4 separate regions of the Mus musculus genome follow, and regions 2, 3 and 4 are each linked to region 1. The links are chromatin contacts, called in public Hi-C and promoter capture Hi-C maps. All regions are on one chromosome and are shown on one strand. The core of a region is the stretch at or near the end of the contact, and the rest is flanking DNA. Distances in the headings are between cores, read along the strand shown. Region 1 holds the start of Rnf113a2 (ring finger protein 113A2). Region 2 holds the start of Arel1 (apoptosis resistant E3 ubiquitin protein ligase 1). Region 3 holds the start of Ylpm1 (YLP motif containing 1). Region 4 holds the start of Acyp1 (acylphosphatase 1, erythrocyte (common) type).

Evidence for each region. A called contact is a pair of places that touch in the nucleus more often than the background predicts. Capture Hi-C pulls out chosen DNA fragments and counts their contacts.
Region 2: a promoter capture Hi-C map of adipose tissue shows a contact between it and region 1. The contact joins the promoter of Arel1 here to the promoter of Rnf113a2 in region 1. A contact is called at or near these places in 1 of 39 promoter capture datasets (hippocampal neurons), 3 of 115 datasets of contacts at active chromatin or transcription factors (bone marrow-derived macrophages, embryonic stem cells and memory CD8 T cells) and 3 of 9 other capture datasets (adipose tissue, liver and macrophages).
Region 3: a contact with region 1 is called in a promoter capture Hi-C map of liver, with 2.5 times the contacts expected there. The contact joins the promoter of Ylpm1 here to the promoter of Rnf113a2 in region 1. A contact is called at or near these places in 4 of 39 promoter capture datasets (hippocampal neurons, neutrophils, pre-B cells and 1 more) and 1 of 9 other capture datasets (liver).
Region 4: a contact with region 1 is called in a Hi-C map of CD8 T cells, with 7 times the contacts expected there. The contact joins the promoter of Acyp1 here to the promoter of Rnf113a2 in region 1. A contact is called at or near these places in 1 of 39 promoter capture datasets (erythroid cells) and 1 of 484 Hi-C or Micro-C datasets (CD8 T cells).

Annotation. Positions count from the first base shown.
Region 1 is chr12:84,415,863-84,418,562 of GRCm38.p6, forward strand. It overlaps Rnf113a2 (ring finger protein 113A2), which reads left to right and starts at 1,338. Exons shown (of 1, transcript NM_025525.2): 1 at 1,338-2,700. The coding sequence starts at 1,474. The coding sequence ends at 2,487. The region is part of intron 4 of Bbof1 (basal body orientation factor 1); the gene reads left to right.
Region 2 is chr12:84,969,401-84,972,100 of GRCm38.p6, forward strand. Arel1 (apoptosis resistant E3 ubiquitin protein ligase 1) reads right to left here and starts at 1,449. Exons shown (of 20, transcript NM_178065.5): 1 at 1,229-1,449. It overlaps Fcf1 (FCF1 rRNA processing protein), which reads left to right and starts at 1,530. Exons shown (of 8, transcript NM_028632.2): 1 at 1,530-1,565; 2 at 1,815-1,882. The coding sequence starts at 1,563.
Region 3 is chr12:84,995,023-84,997,722 of GRCm38.p6, forward strand. It overlaps Ylpm1 (YLP motif containing 1), which reads left to right and starts at 1,299. Exons shown (of 21, transcript NM_178363.4): 1 at 1,299-2,334. The coding sequence starts at 1,468.
Region 4 is chr12:85,279,147-85,281,846 of GRCm38.p6, forward strand. Acyp1 (acylphosphatase 1, erythrocyte (common) type) reads right to left here and starts at 1,289. Exons shown (of 3, transcript NM_025421.3): 1 at 1,164-1,289; 2 at 845-936. The coding sequence starts at 928. It also overlaps a transcript of Zc2hc1c not described here.

The DNA of each region.
Region 1 (2,700 bases), core at 88-2,587:
TATCCCTATCCTTGCAAGTGGCACCGCAACATTTCTCCCATAGACTATTATTTGGAACCAAGTCTCTAAATCTGGTCCACATTCTAAGGGTGGAAATTAGGTTCTGTCATTTGAAGATAGTGTCAAAGAATTGCAAGCATACTTTAAAACCACACACCCTTATACCCCTAAGTATACACAGCTGCAATAGGAATATTTATGCATTTTGGTTGCTTGAAACTCCCTCCTGTTATAACAGCTGGCTGCGTTCTTTTCGTATGCCCAGTCTGGCCTCATAATTGAAACACCACTTCTGTCTTAGCCTCACAGTGCTGAGATTACAGACACAAGCCTCCCCATCTTTATTTGGTTTTTATTCTTTTTGTCTCAAAGATTTTATCTTTAATTATGTGCATGGGTGTTGGGGGGTGGGGTATACATGTGTGTTCATGTACAGGCAGAGGCCAGAATCCTCTGGAGACTGGATCCTCTGGAGCCGGAGCTATAAGCAGTTGTTAGCTGACTGATGTGGGGACTGGAAACTGAACTCTGGTCTTCTGCAAGACCTATACACGCTCTTAATTGCTGAATCATCTCTCCAAGCCCCCATCCTAATTTTATTTTGAGGAGGGTCTCCTGTAGCCCAGGCTAGCTCTGAGCTCCTGATTCTCTTGCCTCTGCCTCCCAAGCACTGGAATTAAAATGTTCTGTTCACTTCCCTCAAGAATCTTCTATGTTTCTCAGCTGTAAACAGCATATTGTTTAGACAGTTTAGTGTGTAAGTTAAATTTACCCATATCGAGTTATAATCTTTTATAACACTACACTTACACCAATACACGGCCTTTTAACCCTTTAGTTTACCCAAATTGGATATTCATGTAACTTTGAAGTCTTCTTTATTTTCTGTTTTGGTGCTTGAGCCCAGAGCCTTTGGGTATGCTTAAGAAATCAATCTACCACTAAGCTACACTCCCAGCCTTTGGTTTTTTGTTGTTTTTGTTTTGTTCAGAATATCTCTTTTATTATCAATAAATAGCGGATAGATCTTTATCTATTAAATTTTCTCCTAGCATTTAAAGGCTTACATCATTTAATGCACTTTCTCCTCGTGGTCTTTCCCCAGAGTTCTGTTTAATGACTCCTTGTACCTTTCCATGGGATTTGGTACAGAACACATCCTGATTTACCTTCTCCCTAATAGACTAAATTATTTGAGGCGGGAGTTTTGTATTCGTTGCAATTCAAGAATCACAGCAATACTTGATTGGAGATCTAGGTTCATCTTTAAAAAAAAAAAAAAAAAAAAAAAAAAAAAAAACCTTTAGCGGGCTAGCTGGCGCATGCGCATGCGCCGTGACGGTCTCGGGCTCCGCGGCTGACACCTCGCAGCTCCGCAGTGACGTAGCCGCGCTGCTTAGCAGTGACGCAGCAGCCCGCGCCACCCTTCACGCCGCAGCTACTGCCAGCCGTTTCGGCGCTCCGGAGTCGAAGATGGCAGAACAAGTTTCTCAGGGAAAGTCGGAGGATCAGGTGTGCACCTTCCTCTTCAAAAAGCCCGGGCGGAAAGGAAGTGCTGGCCGTCGGAAGCGGCCGGCGTGCGACCCGGAGTCTGGGGAAAGCGGAAGCAGTAGCGACGAAGGATGCTCGGTTGTGCGACCGGAGAAGAAGCGGGCGGCCCACAATCCGATGATCCAGAAGACGAGTGGCAGCGGTAAACAGAAAGGGGCCTACTGTGATCTGAGCAGCGAAGAGGAGGAGAAGGCGGGGAATGAGAGTCTAGGCGTCGTCTACAAGTCCACGCGCTCGGCGAAACCGGTGGGGCCCGAGGATATGGGGGCCACAGCAGTTTACGAGTTGGACACTGAGAAAGAACGAGACGCACAGGCCATTTTTGAGCGCAGTCAGAAAATCCAGGAGGAGCTGAGAGGCAAGGAGGATGACAAAATCTATCGTGGAATTAATAATTACCAGAAATACATGAAGCCCAAGGATACATCCATGGGCAATGCCTCCTCTGGCATGGTAAGAAAGGGCCCCATCCGAGCCCCTGAACATCTACGCGCTACTGTGCGCTGGGATTACCAGCCTGATATTTGTAAGGACTACAAGGAGACTGGCTTCTGTGGCTTTGGAGACAGCTGCAAATTCCTCCATGACCGTTCAGATTACAAGCACGGATGGCAGATAGAACGTGAACTCGATGAGGGCCGCTACGGTGTGTATGAAGACGAAAACTATGAAGTAGAAAGTGATGATGAGGAGATACCATTCAAATGTTTCATCTGTCGCCAAACCTTCCAGAATCCGGTTGTCACCAAGTGTAAACATTATTTCTGTGAGACCTGTGCACTGCAGCATTTCCGAACCACTCCACGATGCTATGTTTGTGAGCAACAGACCCATGGGGTTTTCAATCCTGCGAAAGAACTGATTGCTAAACTGGAGAAGTATCGAAAAGCAGAGGGTGGTGCTTCCAGCACCCCAGAAGACGCCGATGGGATCTAATTGCCATTACTTAGATGTCCCATAATTGTCAAATCTCAAAGTACTTTTTGTTTTGGTCATCTCAAACCAAAGCAATCACAGTTGAAGAAATACTAAGTTTTCTAGGAAGAATATCCAAGTTTTGTTTTATATGACATGCTGGAGATGGAATCAATACAGTTAACTTAAAGAACTCTCCTGTTTATAGCTATATTTTCTGAATCTAAATAAAGA
Region 2 (2,700 bases), core at 199-2,698, 550 kb after region 1:
CAAAGAAACAGAGGCACCAACTGATGGCCCAAAGCAATGCAAATAAAGCAACTCAAGAGAGGGAGTGAACTGCAGCCAGTCAAACGCCCGAGTCCCATAACCAATGCACTGCCTCGCACTGTTACACCTCGAACACCTCTGAACCCAGTAACACTAGGTCAGTGTCATGCAGTAAGAAAATCACAAGCGAACCAAACTGACCTCTGAGCGTCTAGGGCACAGCTTCAACATCGGTAAAACAAAGGTATCAAAAGAGTCAACTAAGATGAAGTTCACATAGCCTACAAGTCTCATAAACTGCACATCCACTTCCAGGAAAGCTGTCCCTGGCCTTCCACAGACTCTCAAGGGGTAAAAGAAACCTCTCTCCGGATGGCTAAGAACAACTAGAATACATCCTAAAAGCAAAGACAAACAAGCAAACGGAAAACAAAACCAAACACTGCCCAGTTTCGCTTTCTCATTCCCACATATTCTCCCTCTCCCATTAAGGACTGCACACCAGGCTTCACAACGAAGAGCACTGTTCCCCATCACATTCCAGGCTTGCTAAGTAGTTGCACATATAAGCTTCTGCACCTGTTTTTCTTGTGATCGTCTAAAAAAGGCCACTGCGACTGGGATAATTGGCTCAATGAGTAAAATACCTGCTGACCAAGCAAGAAGCCCTGAGTTTGGTTTGCCCAGGATCTGGTTAGAAAACAAGCCGGGGAGTAGTGGGCTTGTCCACTCCAGCACCGGAGGGCAGGGATGGGAGTATCTCTGGGGCTTTTTGGTCAGTCAATCTAGCAAAAACCGGAGGTGGAGGTGTTTCCAGGTTGGGTAAGACAGACTGTTTTCTAAAAAGTGGAAGATAAAGACAAGCAGCTTCCTCTGGCTTCTGCTCTGAATTTCTGCTCTGATGCACCTGCACGCTCGTGCTCGTACACACACACGGGAAGAGAGAGAGAGAGAGAGAGAGAGATGCAGACAGACAGAGACGGAGGGAGAACATTGGGGGGGGATGTCCTCCATCGCTATTACATTCCTCTCTTTCCGAAGAATCTTACGCCCAGCCTCACAAGTTCCAAGCCGGCGAGGAAAACCAATCAATAACCAGAGCCTCAAGGCTGAACTACAGAGCCAAGGCTGAAATGATGTGCCAGAGGAAAACCAGAATGTACTGTCAAACTATGGGACGCCCAGGATTCCCGACCCCTCTGCCCTCGTCCCCTCTTCTCTCGCTCGCCTTCAGCAATTCTGGTGCCTACGGTCGGCTGGGCTCTGCCTCCGGCTGCGGCGTGAAGAAAAACGTTACCCGAACGGGGGCTGCAACGTGGCCAAGTCCTAGTTCTGGGGTCCGAGGAAGCAGCGGCCTCATCCAGCACAAATCCTACCCTCCACCCGCCCCCCAAAAAAATCTCCAGTGTCGATCTCCGCCAGCGTTAGGAGCCGGCTCGGAGCTTTTACGTTTCCCAAAGTAGCTTCCGCCTCCGGGTTGGCCTTTGCCGGAAAGAGCGTGAGGATGACGTAAAGTGTCGCGCTGCGAGCGATTCCGGAAGAAACAGGAGTGCGGCGTGAACATGGTGAGCGGAGTGGGAGAACTTTGTCAGAGAGTTTTGGGGAGCAAACGGGAGCTCAGCCTTTGGCCAGATATAGACTCGGTGCTTCCTTGTTTGTTTGTTTGTTTGTTTGTTTGTTTAATTCCATTCTGGCCTTAGTTCGAAGGGAGTAGGGAGGGGGACTGAGTGCTGTTTGGGGAGGGGCAAGAAAAATAGAAGAGAACTTTAAAAGATGTTTTCAGCTCTTTTTAACTCGAAAACTTCTGTTTCAAGGGGAAGCAAAAGAAAACAAGGAAATATGCGACTATGAAGCGAATGCTCAGTCTGAGAGACGAGCGACTGTGAGTGGTCAGAACCAACTGGTTTCTTAAACTGATCAGAACTACAGAAGTCACGATGGGCTAAGTAGAAACATCTGATGTACTGGTTTCTTAAACTGCAGAAGTCACGATGGGCTAAGTAGAAACATTTGATGTTTTTTTGTTTTGCTTATAATGTCTTAGGTCTGTGTTGCATGGAATTATAGTCACACATTCGGTGGGGCAGGGCATGGTATCGTTGTGGGAAAGCCGGTGAGGAGGTCATACCATGGCTGTCTTCAGGTCCTGCCACCCAAGTTTAAAAAGGACGATGGGAAAAGTCCAAGATAGTCCCATTTTATAAGTTGTAAGAATTCAGAACCTTGCCGGGCGGTGGTGGCACACGCCTTTAATCCCAGCACTCGGGAGGCAGAGGCAGGCGGATTTTTGAGTTCGAAGCCTGGTCTACAGAGTGAGTTCCAGGACAGCCAGGACTATACAGAGAAACCCTGTTTCGAAAAAAAAACAAACAAACAAACAAAAAAAGAATTCAGAACCTTCGAACATGCTAGTATGATATTCCCATTATAAAGAACACTCAAGGGGCTGGTGAGATGGCTCAGTGGGTAAGAGCACCTGACTGCTCTTCCGAAGGTCCAGAGTTCAAATCCCAGCAACCACATGGTGGCTCACAACCATCCGTAACGAGATCTGACTCCCTCTTCTGGTGTGTCTGAAGACAGCTACAGTGTACTTACATATAATAAATAAATAAATCTTTTAAAAAAAAAAAATAAAAATAAATAAAGAACACTCAACCAGTTTCTCTGTATCGGTAAGGACTGGGTAAACAGTTAATT
Region 3 (2,700 bases), core at 49-2,548, 580 kb after region 1:
AGAAGGAATCCCTAGCCCCGCATCTACTACTCATAGTTACCCAAGACAGGTAATGATCTGGTTGCTAGGAAAAAAGAGCAAGGTCACATCTTCAAATTGACATGCTGATACAGTTAAGAGTCTTCAAATTAAGCATGGTTTTTCTCTCCCCTTCCTTCCTTCTTTCCTTCCTTCTGTCCTTCCTTTCCCAGAATTCAGTGTACTACTTCTGATGTTCAGTAATCACCCAAACCAATGGAAGTCTTTAATATTTTGCTGCTAGGGTTCAGGAAATCAGCTTTTAAGTTACCCTTCTCTGACTTTTCTTAGGTTTTTTTTTTTTTTTTTTTTTTTTTTTTTTTTTGGGTTTTCGAGACAGGGTTTCTCTGTATAGCACTGGCTGTCCTGGAACTCACTTTGTAGGCCAGGCTAGCCTCGAAATCAGAAATCTGCCTGCCTCTGCCTCCCGAGTGCGGGATTAAAGGCGTTCACCACCATGCCCGGCTGACTTTTCTTAGGTTTAAGGATTCTCCAACAGGGACATCGTCCGAGTTAAAACCTGGGTTTGATGGTACTTGGAAGGCAGAGGCAGGAAGATCTCTGTGAGTTCAAGGCCAGCCTGGTCACAAAGCGAGTTCCAGGACAGCCAGGGGGTTCATACAGAAAAACCCTGTCTTGAAAAAGCAAAAAAATTTTAAGGGTGGTGGGGTGGGTGGTGGGTGGGGAGGAAACCAATCTAAACAATTCAATTCCTTTTACAGTACCTGTAGGAAAGAATCAGGGCCATTTTCACTTTCCTTCTCCAGAATCCATTTTTCATTCTTCCTATCATTGTCCCCTGTCAGGCTGTGGGTTGACTGAGTTAAATCAGTTTAACTTGGAAGAACTGTCATTTTTACAAAGCTCCCTCTTTTTTACTTAGGACTATGGTAAGCCTCTTCGTGAGTTCAAGTTTAATTTTTATTCTCAGGTAGGATTCTGCAGTTTTCTTCATATAATGTCTAGATTTTTCTTAGTAGAGTTATTACTTGTTTTATGTTCTTGTTGCTACTGTGAATGGAATCTTTCCTCCCCCCTCCCCACCCCCCCATTCAAAACTAAACCCATAGGGCGTTAGGATCTCTATCACTCCTTTCGGCTGTGAGACTCTATGGTTTTCTTGGTTCTATGACAACATTCTATTACCGCCTACATTTTCCGAACCCGAAGGAAGGCGGCAACAGCGAGTACCTGCGCCAAGGTTCCCTCTATCTGGCCTTTGTTCTCCGCTCGATGGTACTGCGCATGCGTAGTTGCCTCAGCACGGTCCCCGCCTTCCCGACCGCGGGCCCAGCTCCGTAGCGCCGGCGCACTGGCGCGCTCCGTTCACACGCTCCGCGGCCTGTAAGGCACCGCGAGTTCCGGCTGTCGCCGTCACCGCCGCGGCTCCTGGAGGTCGGTTGCGACGAGTAACGGCGCCGGGACGAGCCCCGCGCCTTCGTTTCCTATATGTATCCGAATTGGGGCCGGTATGGCGGGAGCAGCCACTATCCGCCGCCGCCGGTGCCGCCGCCGCCGCCACCGGTGGCGCTTCCCGAGGCCTCGCCGGGGCCCGGGTACTCCAGTTCGACGGCTCCCGCGGCCCCTTCCTCTTCAGGCTTCATGAGCTTCCGAGAGCAACACTTGGCGCAGCTCCAGCAGCTGCAGCAGATGCACCAGAAGCAAATGCAGTGCGTGCTCCAACCCCACCATCTTCCTCCGCCCCCGCTGCCACCCCCGCCGGTGATGCCCGGGGGCGGCTACGGAGACTGGCAGCCGCCTCCGCCACCGATGCCCCCGCCACCTGGACCAGCCCTCAGTTATCAGAAGCAGCAGCAGTACAAACACCAGATGATCCACCACCAACGAGATGGGCCTCCGGGTTTGGTTCCAATGGAGCTGGAGTCCCCTCCTGAATCTCCCCCTGTACCTCCAGGATCCTACATGCCCCCATCCCAGTCGTACATGCCTCCACCTCAGCCACCACCCTCGTACTATCCCCCTTCCTCCGCTCAGCCCTACCTGCCTCCTGCTCAGCCATCCCCTTCACAGTCTCCACCTTCCCAGTCCTATCTGGCGCCCACTCCTTCTTATTCTTCCTCGTCCTCCTCACAATCATATTTGAGCCATTCCCAGCCCTACTTACCCCCTTCTCAGGCCTCTCCTTCCCGCTCCTCCCAGGGCCCTTCTAAACCCCAGCTACCACCACCACCGTCCATCCCTTCTGGGAATAAAACAGCTATCCAGCAAGAGCCTTTGGAGAGTGGGGCCAAGAACAAGACTGCTGAACAGAAGCAAGCTGCTCCTGAACCAGATCCCTCTACAATGACTCCACAGGTAAGCACTGTGTCACATCTTTCATTTAGGCTTTACGTGAGCAGGTCTTGGGCTTTAACCAGCTAATGCCTATCGTAATTCCAACAGCCAACGACTAGCCCATTCATACTCCAAAGATCCCCTAAGAGTCAGCCCTGAAAGCCAGGTTTTAAATTGACCATAGATTACCAAAAGAAGAGTAAAGATAAGACTAGGCACTTGAAGTTGTAGTAGGTTGGCACTAGATTTATTTCTCAAATGTATGCCTTAGTTTTCTTTGACCAGCATTCAGTATTTATTGTTGCACAGAGCTTTGTTTTAATTTTTTTTTAAACTAAGATTTTCATGGGGAGGCAGTATAAAAGAAAATTCTTAAAGGACTGATGT
Region 4 (2,700 bases), core at 39-2,538, 860 kb after region 1:
GATAAAGAAGGAAGTGTATGTGTGAGGGGTTGGTTCTTCAACTGTTCCTTGGTGATAAGACAAGGATGTATGAACGTACTTAAGGTTGCTGAATTGTGTGTTTTCAAATGGTTAAAATAGTAAGGTTTTCAGTACATATATTCTACCGTGATTTAACAAAAACGTGCTACTCCAGATAATTTGGAATATTATCTTCCAAATGGAATTATAGCTAATAACAGTTCTCTTTCTGTTACTTATTTGTACTTTAGTTCTATGGTGACTGAAGAACATGACTTGTATGACTTGAGGTGTTTTAAATACTTTATACCTGAACTAAAACAATGAAACTCCTCAAGGAGGTACACTCTGTCACATCCATCAGGATGGCCATAGTGAGCAGAAAGGCAACTCTGCTGAAGGGAAATTGAGATTGCCCTTGTGCACTGGAGAGATTAGTGATGGGGAAACAGGGGTAGAGGATGCCAAGTTTGCTGTTAGCTGGTACAGTGCAGCTTGCTTAGCATGCCAATGTCCCTGAGTCCCATGATGGGAAGAAAAACAAAACAAAACAAAACAAAACAAAACTGAGGTGTTGAGAGGAAGTTGGAGGAATAAACTTGTAGGTATGATGGGCGATTATGTAAGTTACTCTGTGATCGGCCTACCTAATGCCACCTCTCTATCTTGATGGCAGCTTTTTAGAGGCGACTTAGCTTGGTGACAGTACAACAGGGTGCGCTAGCGGTATTCTCCGTCAGGAGAGTGTCCAGGTGCTCCCTTCCCACTCTCCCAGTTCCCATTGGTCAGAACCAGGCCTCCTGTCCATCACTTAGTGATGCGCCCCGACACTTAAGCCACATACCTGAGTGTACTTGCGGAAAAACACCCCTTGAACCTTTCCAAAAATTTCGTAATCCACTGAGACCAAGGTGTCCCCTTCTGCCATGCTCAAACCTGTCAGAGACAGCAAGGTGAGACATCGTCCTAAGAAAGGGCTGCACCCGCCCTCCAATACCATGGGGGCCTCTCCGGAACCTCAGGGTCCCGGAACTGCAAGGAGTAAGTGGATGTAAACGCAAGCCCCTGGTCGGGGAGCCTTCGCCTGCTCATCCCGCTGCCCTTGCAGCCCTGAAGCCGCCATCCATCCTATCCCCATGCGGCCCGAAATCCCCTCCACTGACACTTGGATGATCCGAGCGGCGGAAGCTCGAGTTTCTGGGGCTTCCCCAGGAGCCGCTGAACAGCCCCGAAGACCTTCAGATCAACCGCCCGAGCCGTGTTAACCGCCACTTCCGGAAGTTTAGAGCTCGGCTTCTCCAACGCTGCCCTGCACGCCCATCACCGCGATTTAACCAATCAGAGGTGGCTCCTTGTTCAAGAACCCGCCCAAGGGTGGGGCTTCAGGACAAGTGGGTCACGTTTTGGAGAGATCCTGGGATTAATTTTTTTAAGTGGAGAGTCCGGTTTTGCATACAATGACCAACCTGTACCACACTTCTGCCACTAAGTGTACCCCTCTTGTCATTTCCCCGTGGGTAAAGAAAGTCATAGACAAAACACTTAATATGTCCACTCACCCTACTGGGTGCCTAGGGCTGTTAGCACAGTCAGTGACTAATAGAATCTGGCCTGCCCTTTTTTTTTTTTTTTCCCTTCTTTCAGTTCTCTTCCAATTCTGGGACATGCATAATTTGGACTTGGTAGCAAAAGACAATAAATGCACACGACATCACGGTGAAGTCATTCTATCTGGGGTTTTGGAAGCTGCTATCCAGAGTCTACCTTAGGTAAAAAAAAAAAAAAAAAAAAAAAAAAAAAAAAAAAATTGATAAATAAATAATAAAGCACAGGCAAGTTATTCATGGCTCAGGAATCTCAATAGAATCAATAAATCTGAGCAAAATAACCAAATTGCATGCATTTGCTTTTAGAGAAAGAGAATTACTAAGGTGTTTTTAGATGAGGACTGCTAAAATGAGATTTGATTTGTATGCATTGGAATTCAGCTACCCTTAGGATCGAGAATGTGTATGAAGCAAATTGTGTGTGGAGTTTATTGTCCCTTCTTCGACTGCTTGTCTGTATCATATCATTTCCTAACACCGGGCCCCATGTGGTAATATGTCAGGCTGGCAGACTTGGCAAGGTGAGATAGTTAGCAGTGGTAGCTATGGAAATCTATCATTACACCAGTTCCCCCTGTAACAAAGTCAGAAAGCCTCCCTGCTGGGAGGAGGAGGAGCAGTACTGAATGGTGTCCTTGGCGATATTTGAAAACAACACTAAACATTGTGTTTGACTGATGCAATTTCTCTAAAATTCAATTAAAGTGAGTTTCTCTATAGATTCCAGACCCACTGAGTAGTGTAATGGATGGAACACCATATGGTGTACAAGACGGATGATATAATCGTTGCCCTCAAAGATTTCTTTATCGTAGCTGTGCATGCACAGAACGGACAAGATCATGTGCAACGTGGTAATTCATTTCACTCACTCTGAGAGCTCACCACGAACCAGCCCAACATTATAACAGAAACAGAACGTGTTAGGGAGAAGCAGAGAGATTAATTCTGATGGGAAGGGCTGAGAAAGAGCTTGTGGAGGAGACAGTATCCTTCCAAAGTTCCAGAATCCAACCAGAATGTGATGGATTTAGTTTCAGGCAGCCAGTCCAAAGTCCACTCCTAAGAATACTTTGACTCTCCAATTTTGGGT